3 separate regions of the Gossypium hirsutum genome follow, and regions 1 and 2 are each linked to region 3. A link is a contact called in public Hi-C data. All regions are on one chromosome and are shown on one strand. Each heading gives the region's core, a stretch centred on a gene start, on an enhancer-like site or on the middle of the called end of the contact. The rest is flanking DNA. Distances are from core to core; before and after follow the strand shown.

Region 1 (3,487 bases), core at 186-2,685, 140 kb before region 3:
CATAATCTCCCACTAAGTCAAAATAAAATTTCAGCTAATTACAACTTGGAAAAATTCTATTTTGGCCCGCCTTTTTTGCTCCTTTCTTCAATCTAGCCCAATTGCTTCTCCTTTTTCTCTTTTGACCCCAAATTGCACTTCTGTATAAAATTCAATATAAAATGGAGAAAATCAGTGGTGCGTTCTCGTAAATTGACCAATTAAATTACATAAAACATGTATTTTTAGCATTTAATCAGATTGTATAGATTTTCAATGATGGCGGGTAAGGAAACAAATTTTCGAATTGAAGCAAGAGCCATAATTGAAAGTCTGCGCGTAGCATGGAAATAATATTACAGGCAGCTAGAATTAGAATGCAGAGGCGGATTTAGGGGGCTGGCAGAGGCCTCGGCCTTGGCCCCCCCTAAAATAGAAAATTTACCATTTTGGCCTTTAAAGTTTTTTAAAATTTTAAATTAGTAAAAATAAAATTGCACGCCCCTTAAAAATGATAAAAAAAATTTAATCCTTTAAAAATAATAAAAATATAGTCAATTTAATTTCAACCCCTCTAAATTTTTTTCCTGGCTTCGCCCTTGCTAGAATGTGATAATGCGCTTCTAGTGGTGTCTCTAGAAGGTGGAAGATTGGAAGGTTAGAATTCATCATATACCGAGCGCTCAGAATGCGGTTGCTGATCGAATTGCCAAGTGCATGAATAGAGGTCCCTCAATTTTGATGTTGTTTGAAGAACCCCTCTAGTACAAGGGGTTTTACTTTTTGATAGTGATACCTTTACATAAGTTTGACTAATTTTTAATGTAATCACTTACTGCTTTTTTTTTTACAAAAATAAAAATGACTAAAGAATCTTAAAGATGATATAAAATGACCATTTAACTTGCTTCACACACGCTTTGTATTAGTTGATTATTATTTAATTAATTTATAGAGTAAAAAATTAAAAGTTGCAACAGGGTTAGAGTAATATTTGTAATTTAATCTTTGTATTCATATTTTTAAGAATTTAATTATTTTACTTTTTGAATTTGTTAACATCGTTAAAATTCCTATGTTAAATTCCTTAGTATGATATTTTGAAATTAAAAAAAAAAAAGAAATACTCACCCAGGTAACAAAATGACATTCAATGGACCTAAATTTAATGGAAAATTTTAATGGTGTTAATAATTCTTAAAAATTTACATAATTATTTTAATTAGATTAAAGTATAATATTATAAAAATTGAGATACCAAATTATATCAAAATTAAAGTAAATTGTTGTGTAAAAGGAATAGAGCCAGAAAAAGGGAACAACTGGACCTTATGGCTTCCTTGGTATAGATACCATTCAAATGTATAAATAAAGGACTCAGCCAGAGCTTTCACAGCGGCCCAGTCGGGGTCTCATTTGGACTGGCCCATCCTTATATATAAGCTCAAAATGGGTGAACCCAAATAATCCCCCAGTCTCACGGTCCAGTCCAATAAGCAAACCAGAATTCTTCTTCGTCTTCAAGCTCTCATTTTAGCTTCGTCTCAGAAACCCTAAATCCCTTAATTTCATTCCGGAAAAGGGCGGCTCAAGAGTTCATCTTTACAACTTCTAGAGAAAGGTAACTTATTCTCATTTTCTATTGCACTTTTTGGTTACTACTAAATAGCTGAAACTGAGATTAAAAAAAGAAAAAACTGGGAAATCTTTGCCTTTCTTTTTCCAAAATTGATTTCTTAGAAACCAAAAAGATAATTCTTCTTCTTATTCCAAACCTAATTCTTTTCTTTTACTGGGATTGAGTTGATATTCTGTTGAATAGATGCTTGGTCGATTTAGTTCTGTAAAGTTTTTAGCGTTTATTTAATTTGATAGTTGCGAATTGTTTTAAGAAGCTTAAATCTTGTTTCCATGGTATTCAGAGTTTGGACTTGAATGATGATTTGATACATGATCAATGCTGGTCCTATTAAAATTTGTAAGTTAGAAGCATTTTCCATTAGTATGAATTTTCTGGTGTGAACTTTTGAGTCCACTTGCATTCTTTCTCCTTGATATTTGCTCATCGCTTAAAGTTAAGATGTTGGATGAAGATATGATACTCCTTCAATATTGAAGTTATTGTTTACCTTGAGCACTGCGTAGGCCCAGTGTCATGCTATGAATGAGCTGTGATAGGGATTGGATATATTATAAATGGAGATTTACATGTCTTAGTGTCTCTTTGGAAAGCAAAGTAGGATGCCGATATTTCTTGAATATTTATGACTCGTTCATGCCTGTTTTTTTTTTAAAAACTTCTTCAGCTTCAGCGAATGTGATAAGAAACTCTTTCCAGGCACTCTTTGGTTCTTATCTACTAAAGGAATAGCCAATCTTGAGAACCTTCCTATATTTTTTTTCTTAATTTCGTCATCTAGTAGCTTTGATTTCATGAATGAGCATCTTTGATTTCATGAATTAGCATACAAACTTTTTTGAGAAACTTCATTCCTCAAAATGTTGAAGTGACAACTACAATGTCCTCTGTGGATCCTATCTGTCCATGTTTCTAAACCAGGTTGATGTATCAAACACATTTCCACATCCAACCTGTGTACAGTGTTTATAAGTTTACCTCCTCTCTTTTTGGAGGGTCCAAGAATCATACCCATGTCTGTTTGAGGTGTCTGCTATGTCTCAAACTTGGGTATGGGCAAGAGTGAATAGTTGGAGTAAAACTGGATCCTATGAAGTGTTTAACCATTGTGGTTGTGATTAGATTCTCTAAGAACTCACTATTAGAGGATACAATTTACTTTTACCATAATCGTAGGGTGAATTAAAAAGGAGTTTATGTATTTCCCCTTCTATTATCAAAAAAAAAAAAGAAAAAAGGAGAAGGAACAAATGCTCATTGACTTGTGATTACTGTATATGACTTATGATTGATTGACTCCTCTGTTGATGTTGTTTAGTTTTTATTAATGATTTTGCTTCACCCATATAATGAAATAAATCAAAAGATGCGTTTCTTCATTTTTTTAAAGATATTTCTGCAATTATTGACATAAATTTTTACAGGGATTAAAATCATGGCATTAAATCAGATGAGATCATTAAAAAGTGTCATCATTGCCAAGAATGCAGTTGGCGTGGGACAACGAACATTTGCTGCTGGGGCTGGCAAAGCCAAGAAGGGCTCTAAAGGTGCAGCCAGTGATGCACCAGAAGGATCAACACTCAGCAAAGAAGTCAAATCCACAACAGTGGTTGGTGCAAATATACTCAAGGATGGAGCAGATCCAAAGATATTCCTGGATTCTGAGTACCCTGATTGGCTGTGGCATCTGCTGGATAAAAGTCCAGCATTGAGTGAGCTAAGGAGGAAAGACATTGAAACACTCCCATATGAAGATCTTAAACGCTTTGTCAAGTTGGACAACCGAGCTGGGATAAAAGAAAACAATTCTGTCAAGGCCAAAAACTGATAGTAGTATAGAAATACTTTCTATTAAGCATTAGTTCT
Region 2 (3,204 bases), core at 448-2,947, 190 kb before region 3:
AACCATTAGCATCCACAAGGAAGTCGCCGTATTCATATGTTTCTGAGAAGTGGTAAACTTGTGGTAAAACAATGTGCTGTGATCACTATAGCGCATCCAATTCACTCGTACCCGTTAGCCCCAAAACAATTCCTCTCTATCAGCTTCTAGATTGAGAGTCAATTTTACCTCGATGATCTCAGCCAAGATGTCATCGAAAGGTTTGGCCTGATGCAATCGAGCCGTAGCCTCTTGAACTAGTCGGCGCTTATATCTATGAAGTGTTCAACCCCAAGTAGACAAAGTAACCCCCAACAAAAGAGTAACAACACAACGATCCAAACGTTCTTGAATGTTAGTGTCCAAAAACTGACCCCATTCCCAAGTGAACCAATTCCCCTCAAAACCCAGATCATGAAGCTTACAATTGACCAAAATTGAACGGAAGGCCTCCATCTGTCGATCAAAGCGAAGACAACCCCCTCGCTTTTCAAAAGCATATGCTATCTCGTTGAAATCACCAAGCCACCATCCACGGCAAAGTAGAATTACTCCCTAAATCTTGAAGAAAATGCCATGAGCCAGCGCTTGCTTGTTCTACCGAAGACCCATAAAACCCTATGAATCTCCAACTCATCCCAGTAACATCATCAACAACAACCACATCAATATGGTAACCCGAATAAATCAGATGCAAATGAACCTAATATCCCAATTTCCAACCCAACGAAATGCCACCCTACTACCAAAAGCTGAAATATTTATACCACAAAAAAAGCCAAACTGGCGACGCATTTGATCCATCCCCTGAGCATCAATTTTTGTCTCTATAAGAAAAAGCATCTGGGGATTGTATTTACGCAACATATGCTGCACATGTCGAACATTCAGTGGATTCTCCAAACCATGGACGTTCCAACTAAATAGATTCATTTAGAAAATATAAAATTATATGCTCCCATTCTTAACTAATTATTTTGTTCACTTAGAAAACAATTATTTTGTAAAAAATATAAAAACCCAAATAATAGACATACTTCAAAAATTATCTAACATACAAAAGTCAATATCTTTTATTAACATTTCAAAATGTTTATCTTTTATTATAATTATAAATTAAAATCAACTAGTACAATGTAAAATAAAATTACAATTACAATCAATACATTCAGTAAACAAAGGAAAAAAGATGATGGTTAAACAGAGAAGGGAGTGAAAATTGAGAAGTGGTTTCAGTTTGAGAGAGTTAGGAGATTATGATGGAGTGTCTACATGAGACTCTGTGAGTTATTTATATGACCCTTTTATAATAGGAATAAACTTAGTTACATGATGGCAATGACGGTAATGTAAAGTCTTAAGATGAGACATGTTAGGGCGATTAGCGATCAATTACGTTAAACCTCCACGTGATTTTCATATAACCTTAGTAAATGTGCATAGTTTATCTGGCTGAGGTTCGCGGACTAACTATGGGTTCGCGGTGTTGTTGATTCTATTTGAAGATATGTGTTAAGCTCTTTACAAGTAGTCTATGAGATGAGATTCGCATATTATACTGTAAGGTCCGCTATACCAGGTATAACACATTCTTATAACTACAACTAAAATCAATCATTAGTACAAACAAACCTAAAATAGAATAAACTAAAAATTAGCGTGGAATTAACAAAAATACGGTGAAATAAATGTGCTGTGTGACAAAGAACATAAAATATCTTATAAACTTGGGTGGCTAAGATCAGAGGCAGATAAGACTGTTGGTAGAACAATTACTGCTTTAAAACCAGAAATTTGCTTCCCCAAAATTTGAAACATTAACTCTACATCAAGCCAAACTCTCTCTATCTTCAAACCCCAGGTTTCAGTTTTATCTGAATTGTGCAGTAAGGTTTGTTTTACTTGGTTTATATGATCCGGGGTCTTGATTCTTGCTTTCAAGAAAGTGTTTTTATTGAGTTTCTTTTGATTGGTCGTTTCATTTCATTTCAACTCTGTGTTGGGTAGTGAGTTTTTTTCAAGCATTAACTCAAACAACAAAACCGAACTCGACTCTGTCTTTGTTCTTGCCTTTCAGAAAGTGTTTTTCTTTACTTCTTTTTGATTGGTTGTTTCATTTGATTTGAATTCTGCGTTGGGTTTTGAGTTTTTCATGGAAAGTTTGTTTCTTTCTGGGTGGGGATCCATGCTATAAAAGTTTGCATTTTTTTGTAAGTTTCTTTTGCATGTTTCTGGTATATCCAAGAGAAGCTAAAGGAATCTTAATTTCTTGCTTTTATAAGCATTATAACTTGAGAATTGAATATTAGTGTTGAGAGCCTGGGCAAGCTAAAAAACTGATTACCTGTAGGTCTTTCCAGTTCTGGAAAATTAAACCAAATCATGATATATATATATAAGGCAAATTCACTATCTTTTTTTGTATATAGATGACATTTCTTTGAATACAGATCATACAAAGCTTAGAGGATGGGATCGAGTGAATGGAGTCATAGGAGTGACTCGTTTTGGAGCAATGATAATGTGGCAGAAACAGGGTGCCTCTCAATCATTGTTCTTGGTGCCTCTGGTGATCTCGCCAAGAAGAAGACTTTCCCTGCTCTCTTTCATCTTTATTGCCAGGTCAAGTGCTATATATTCATTCATATTTTTCATTAAAACTGAAATGAAATTGGTCTACGTCTCACTTCCTATGGAGTTGTCGGTTGGCTTTGCCGAAAGGTCGAACATGATGCAATTGGATGCTAACCGCGACAGGGGCTGTGTATATGCAGGGCTTTCTACCACCTAATGAGGTGCACATTTTTGGCTATGCAAGGACTAAGATTTCAGATGATGAGTTGAGAAACCGCATCCGCGGGTGAGACATGGATCCTCTCCTTCAAAAAGAATAAATCTACGTCTACAGTTCACTCTTTGGTCCATAAATGTCGCTCATTGTTGTTTTACTTTATGATGAATGATGCAAAATCACAAATGATAGGTTTGACTGACATTTTAATTGAACCCGCAGATATCTTCTCGGTGAGAGAAGCAGTTCACCCTCAGAAGATGTGTCAGAGTTTTTGAAGCTTGTCAGTACAGCGCTCTAGCCATATGTTTACCACACTTCAATCCCATATTTGCATGTTAGTTTTATCAAGCAATTGCAATTATATGTAGGTTAAATATGTAAGTGGGTCATATGATTCTGCTGAGGGCTTTCAACTGTTAGACAAGGAAATT
Region 3 (3,338 bases), core at 10-2,509:
TTGGATCTGGTATTCTCATAGAACTTGCTTGGCCATCAGCTAAGAGTTTGTGTGAACATGCAGCTTATACACCCTCAATTTCTGTGCTAGTTCCAGCCCGGTTATAAGCGCGGAGAAAGCGAAGGATAAACCATACAACCACTCGTTGCCCTTGGAATCGACCAACATCAGATGTATTGAGCTCCAGTGGTAATGATTGTTAAGGAGAGTTGTGAATGTTAGAGGTGTATTTTGATTTTGTTGAGATGTTTTGTCATGTTATTGTGTGTCTGCAAAATCTGAAGAATGCTGTTTTGATATGAAATCCATGCTTCCTTTCGGCCCCCCAAAATTTAAAAAATTAAAGCAAAGAAAAAGAGACTTCACATTAATTACGTCCAACATTTATATTCATTGATTTGTGCGTGCGAGGATAATTTTAAATTAATATTTCCTTAATGTTTTGATATTTTTTAAAATGAAAATATCATAAATAGTATTAATTAAATTTGGCATAAAAAACCCTCAAATTAAAAAAAAAAGTCTTGCTTTTTTTTTTTCACTCAATTGAGTTTTTAAATTTTCAAAATATATTAAAAAGGTCCTCATATATTTTTTTAAAACACAATTAAGTTCTTTATTTTTTTTTTCACTTAAGTGGATACTTGAACTGTTAAAATGCATTAAAAAATCTATTTGACCGATAAAGTTAATTGTTCTTAATTTTTTTTAGTTAAACTCACTTTGTATCACAACCACGGTGTGACATGTAGCAAAAAATTATAAAAAATAAAAATCAATAAAAGTTATAAAAATTATTAAATTTTAATAAAAATATAAAAAATATTTAAATTTTATTAAAAATTAAAAAAATTATAAAATACATCAAAAATTCTATTTGACAGTTGACGTTAAAGTTAATGAGCCCTAGTTTTTCTTTTTAGTTAAAATCATTATGTGTCGCAACATAGCGTGACATGTGACAAAAAATGATAAAAAATAAAAATAAAGTTATAGAAAAATTATAAAATGCTTCCTTTTATACAATAACTTTTATATTATTTTTAAGAATTTTATATTTCTTTAATTTTTTATAATTTTCTTATGAATTTATAAAATTTTCTAGTTTTTTCTATATTTCTATATATTTTATGATTTTTTACGATTTTATAATTTTTAAATATATTTTTATATTTTTTTTATTAAAATTTAATAATTTTTATTACTTGATTTCTATTTTTTATAATTTTTATAAAAGATGATTATTAAATTTCTATAAAAGATGATTATTAAATAGCTTCGGTAATGTCGAGCGGTGAAGCATACATACTAGTTTCTGCTATAAAAGAAAGTCAAGCTCAAAATCTAAAAGCGTAATACCAGAATCGCAATCATTCACCGCCAGGAATCGTCGCCGTGATTCACCGCCGGTAATGGTGTTACTCTCTCTTATTTTGCTCCCTATCCTCCTCCTCCTCCTCCTCTACTTTATCGTCCGCCCCCGCCCAGTCACTATCCTAATAAAGAACCGCCACGTCTTCATAACAGGTGGGTCAAGCGGGATCGGGCTAGCCTTAGCCCACCAAGCCGCTTCCCAAGGAGCTCGAGTCTCACTCTTAGCTCGATCTCTTAACAAACTCCAAGAAGCCAAAGAATCGATTCGCCGTTCCTCCGGCCTCGACGTTTCGATATTTTCTGCTGATGTTCGTGACTACGACGCTGTCCAGAAGGCGGTTAACGATGCCGGACCCATCGATGTCCTGGTAGTTAACCAGGGGGTTTTTGTGCCTCAGGAGCTTGACAAGCAGGGATTGGATGAGATCAAGTTTATGATAGATGTGAATCTCATGGGGAGTTTTAATGTCATCAAAGCTGCTTTGCCGCTGATGAAGGAGAGGAAGGACCGTTTGCCCGCTTCCATCTCTCTTATTTCTTCCCAAGCTGGTCAGGTCAGTATCTGAAATCATTGAATTGGGTTTTCTAACATTTGTTGATTGTTTTTTCTTTATAAAATTTTTGTTTGCTTTTAAATGATTTCCCTTCTTGCTTTCTAATTGAGCTCTGTAGTGTGGATGTTTAGGTAGGAATTTATGGTTACACAGCATACTCTGCCAGTAAATTTGGGCTCCGGGGATTAGCAGAAGCATTGCAGCAGGAGGTTATTGCGGATAATATCCATGTCTCTGTTGTATACCCTCCTGATACCGACACTCCTGGTTTTGAGAAAGGTTTGAGATCCTTATCTTTGAGCCTTCTATATTGTTAAATGGCATCAAACCTGTATTTACTATAATCAGACAGTTGCATTTTGTGAAGTTGTGAGATGTAATCGTTTCACTTTATAAGCAATCAGTTTCAGTTTATCTTGAGCGCGAATAATTGATGACTTTTGTTGGTTTATGGAACATGATGCTGGCCTCTCACTCTTGATTGTGTTTCTCAATAGTAAATTTGATTTCGAGACATGTATGGCTCATTGTGTTATTTATTGAGCATTTGCATTTTATTTACTATGAGCGGACCTTTTGCAGAAAATGAAGTTAGACCAGAGCTCACAAAATTGCTAGCGGGCTCCTCTGGTTCAATGAAAGCTGATGAAGTTGCCAAGAAAGCTTTAGATGGCATCAAATCTGGAAGTTTCACAGTCCCTTGCAACTTTGAGGGGCACATGCTGGCTATAGCTACAGCTGGTTTATCCCCTGAAAGATCTTTCTTAATGGCATTCATTGAGGTGGCTTCCGTCGGTGTCTTACGTCTTGTAGGTTTATTTTTCCAATGGAACTGGTATCAGACCATAGAAAATTGGCATGCAAAGAAAAATAGTAAGTTTGCAATTATAGATTTGTCTATTTATACACAGGAGTAAAGATATAAGTGCATGCTTTATTGGCGTTAGTTGTCTATTTATTTCTGTAAGTTGTTTCTATCTTAATCTCATTTGGAATGCTCAAGAACTCTATATGTGATTATTTTCAAGGAACGTCATTTCTTTTTAATTATTTAGATTGTCCTTAGGATTTAGCAATCGAGGCTATGAGAATATTGTGCTCGATTCTTATCTGTCATTATTGATGAAGTCTAAATTTGCCATTTCCAGTGCCTTCAGTAATTAGGAATAATGCCCTAAAGAGGTTTTATTCCCTCTGTTCCATTATTAAAAGCTTATAATTGGTAGCAATTTAAACTATAGCGTTGTGTTTGGAGTTTAATATGGTAGATGGTTTTATTTTCGTATGCAATTCCTTGCCAAAACATAAAATGATAGTTTTCCCCTTCTAAATCATAAGAACCAGAAATCTAAGATCGATGGTCTTTTGGTATCAGCAAGTGTAAATACTCACTTATAGGAGGTAAAGACC

What was found. A called contact is a pair of places that touch in the nucleus more often than the background predicts.
Region 1: a Hi-C map of leaf shows a contact between it and region 3, with 2.3 times the contacts expected there. The contact joins the promoter of LOC107899697 here to the promoter of LOC107899707 in region 3. A contact is called at or near these places in 6 of 34 Hi-C or Micro-C datasets (all in leaf).
Region 2: a Hi-C map of leaf shows a contact between it and region 3, with 1.7 times the contacts expected there. The contact joins the promoter of LOC107899693 here to the promoter of LOC107899707 in region 3. A contact is called at or near these places in 4 of 34 Hi-C or Micro-C datasets (callus and leaf).

The regions. Positions count from the first base shown.
Region 1 is chrD04:16,751,057-16,754,543 of Gossypium_hirsutum_v2.1, reverse strand. LOC107899697 (54S ribosomal protein L37, mitochondrial) reads left to right here and starts at 1,435. Exons shown (of 3, transcript XM_016825468.2): 1 at 1,435-1,600; 2 at 1,902-1,957; 3 at 3,043-3,487. The coding sequence starts at 1,930. The coding sequence ends at 3,449.
Region 2 is chrD04:16,798,084-16,801,287 of Gossypium_hirsutum_v2.1, reverse strand. It overlaps LOC107899693 (glucose-6-phosphate 1-dehydrogenase, cytoplasmic isoform), which reads left to right and starts at 1,697. Exons shown (of 16, transcript XM_016825464.2): 1 at 1,697-1,870; 2 at 2,430-2,601; 3 at 2,754-2,839; 4 at 2,993-3,053; 5 at 3,142-3,204. The coding sequence starts at 2,449.
Region 3 is chrD04:16,607,350-16,610,687 of Gossypium_hirsutum_v2.1, reverse strand. It overlaps LOC107899707 (3-dehydrosphinganine reductase TSC10A), which reads left to right and starts at 1,259. Exons shown (of 4, transcript XM_016825486.2): 1 at 1,259-1,928; 2 at 2,060-2,207; 3 at 2,511-2,801. The coding sequence starts at 1,413. LOC107899705 (protoporphyrinogen oxidase 2, chloroplastic/mitochondrial) reads left to right here. Exons shown (of 19, transcript XM_016825477.2): 19 at 64-324.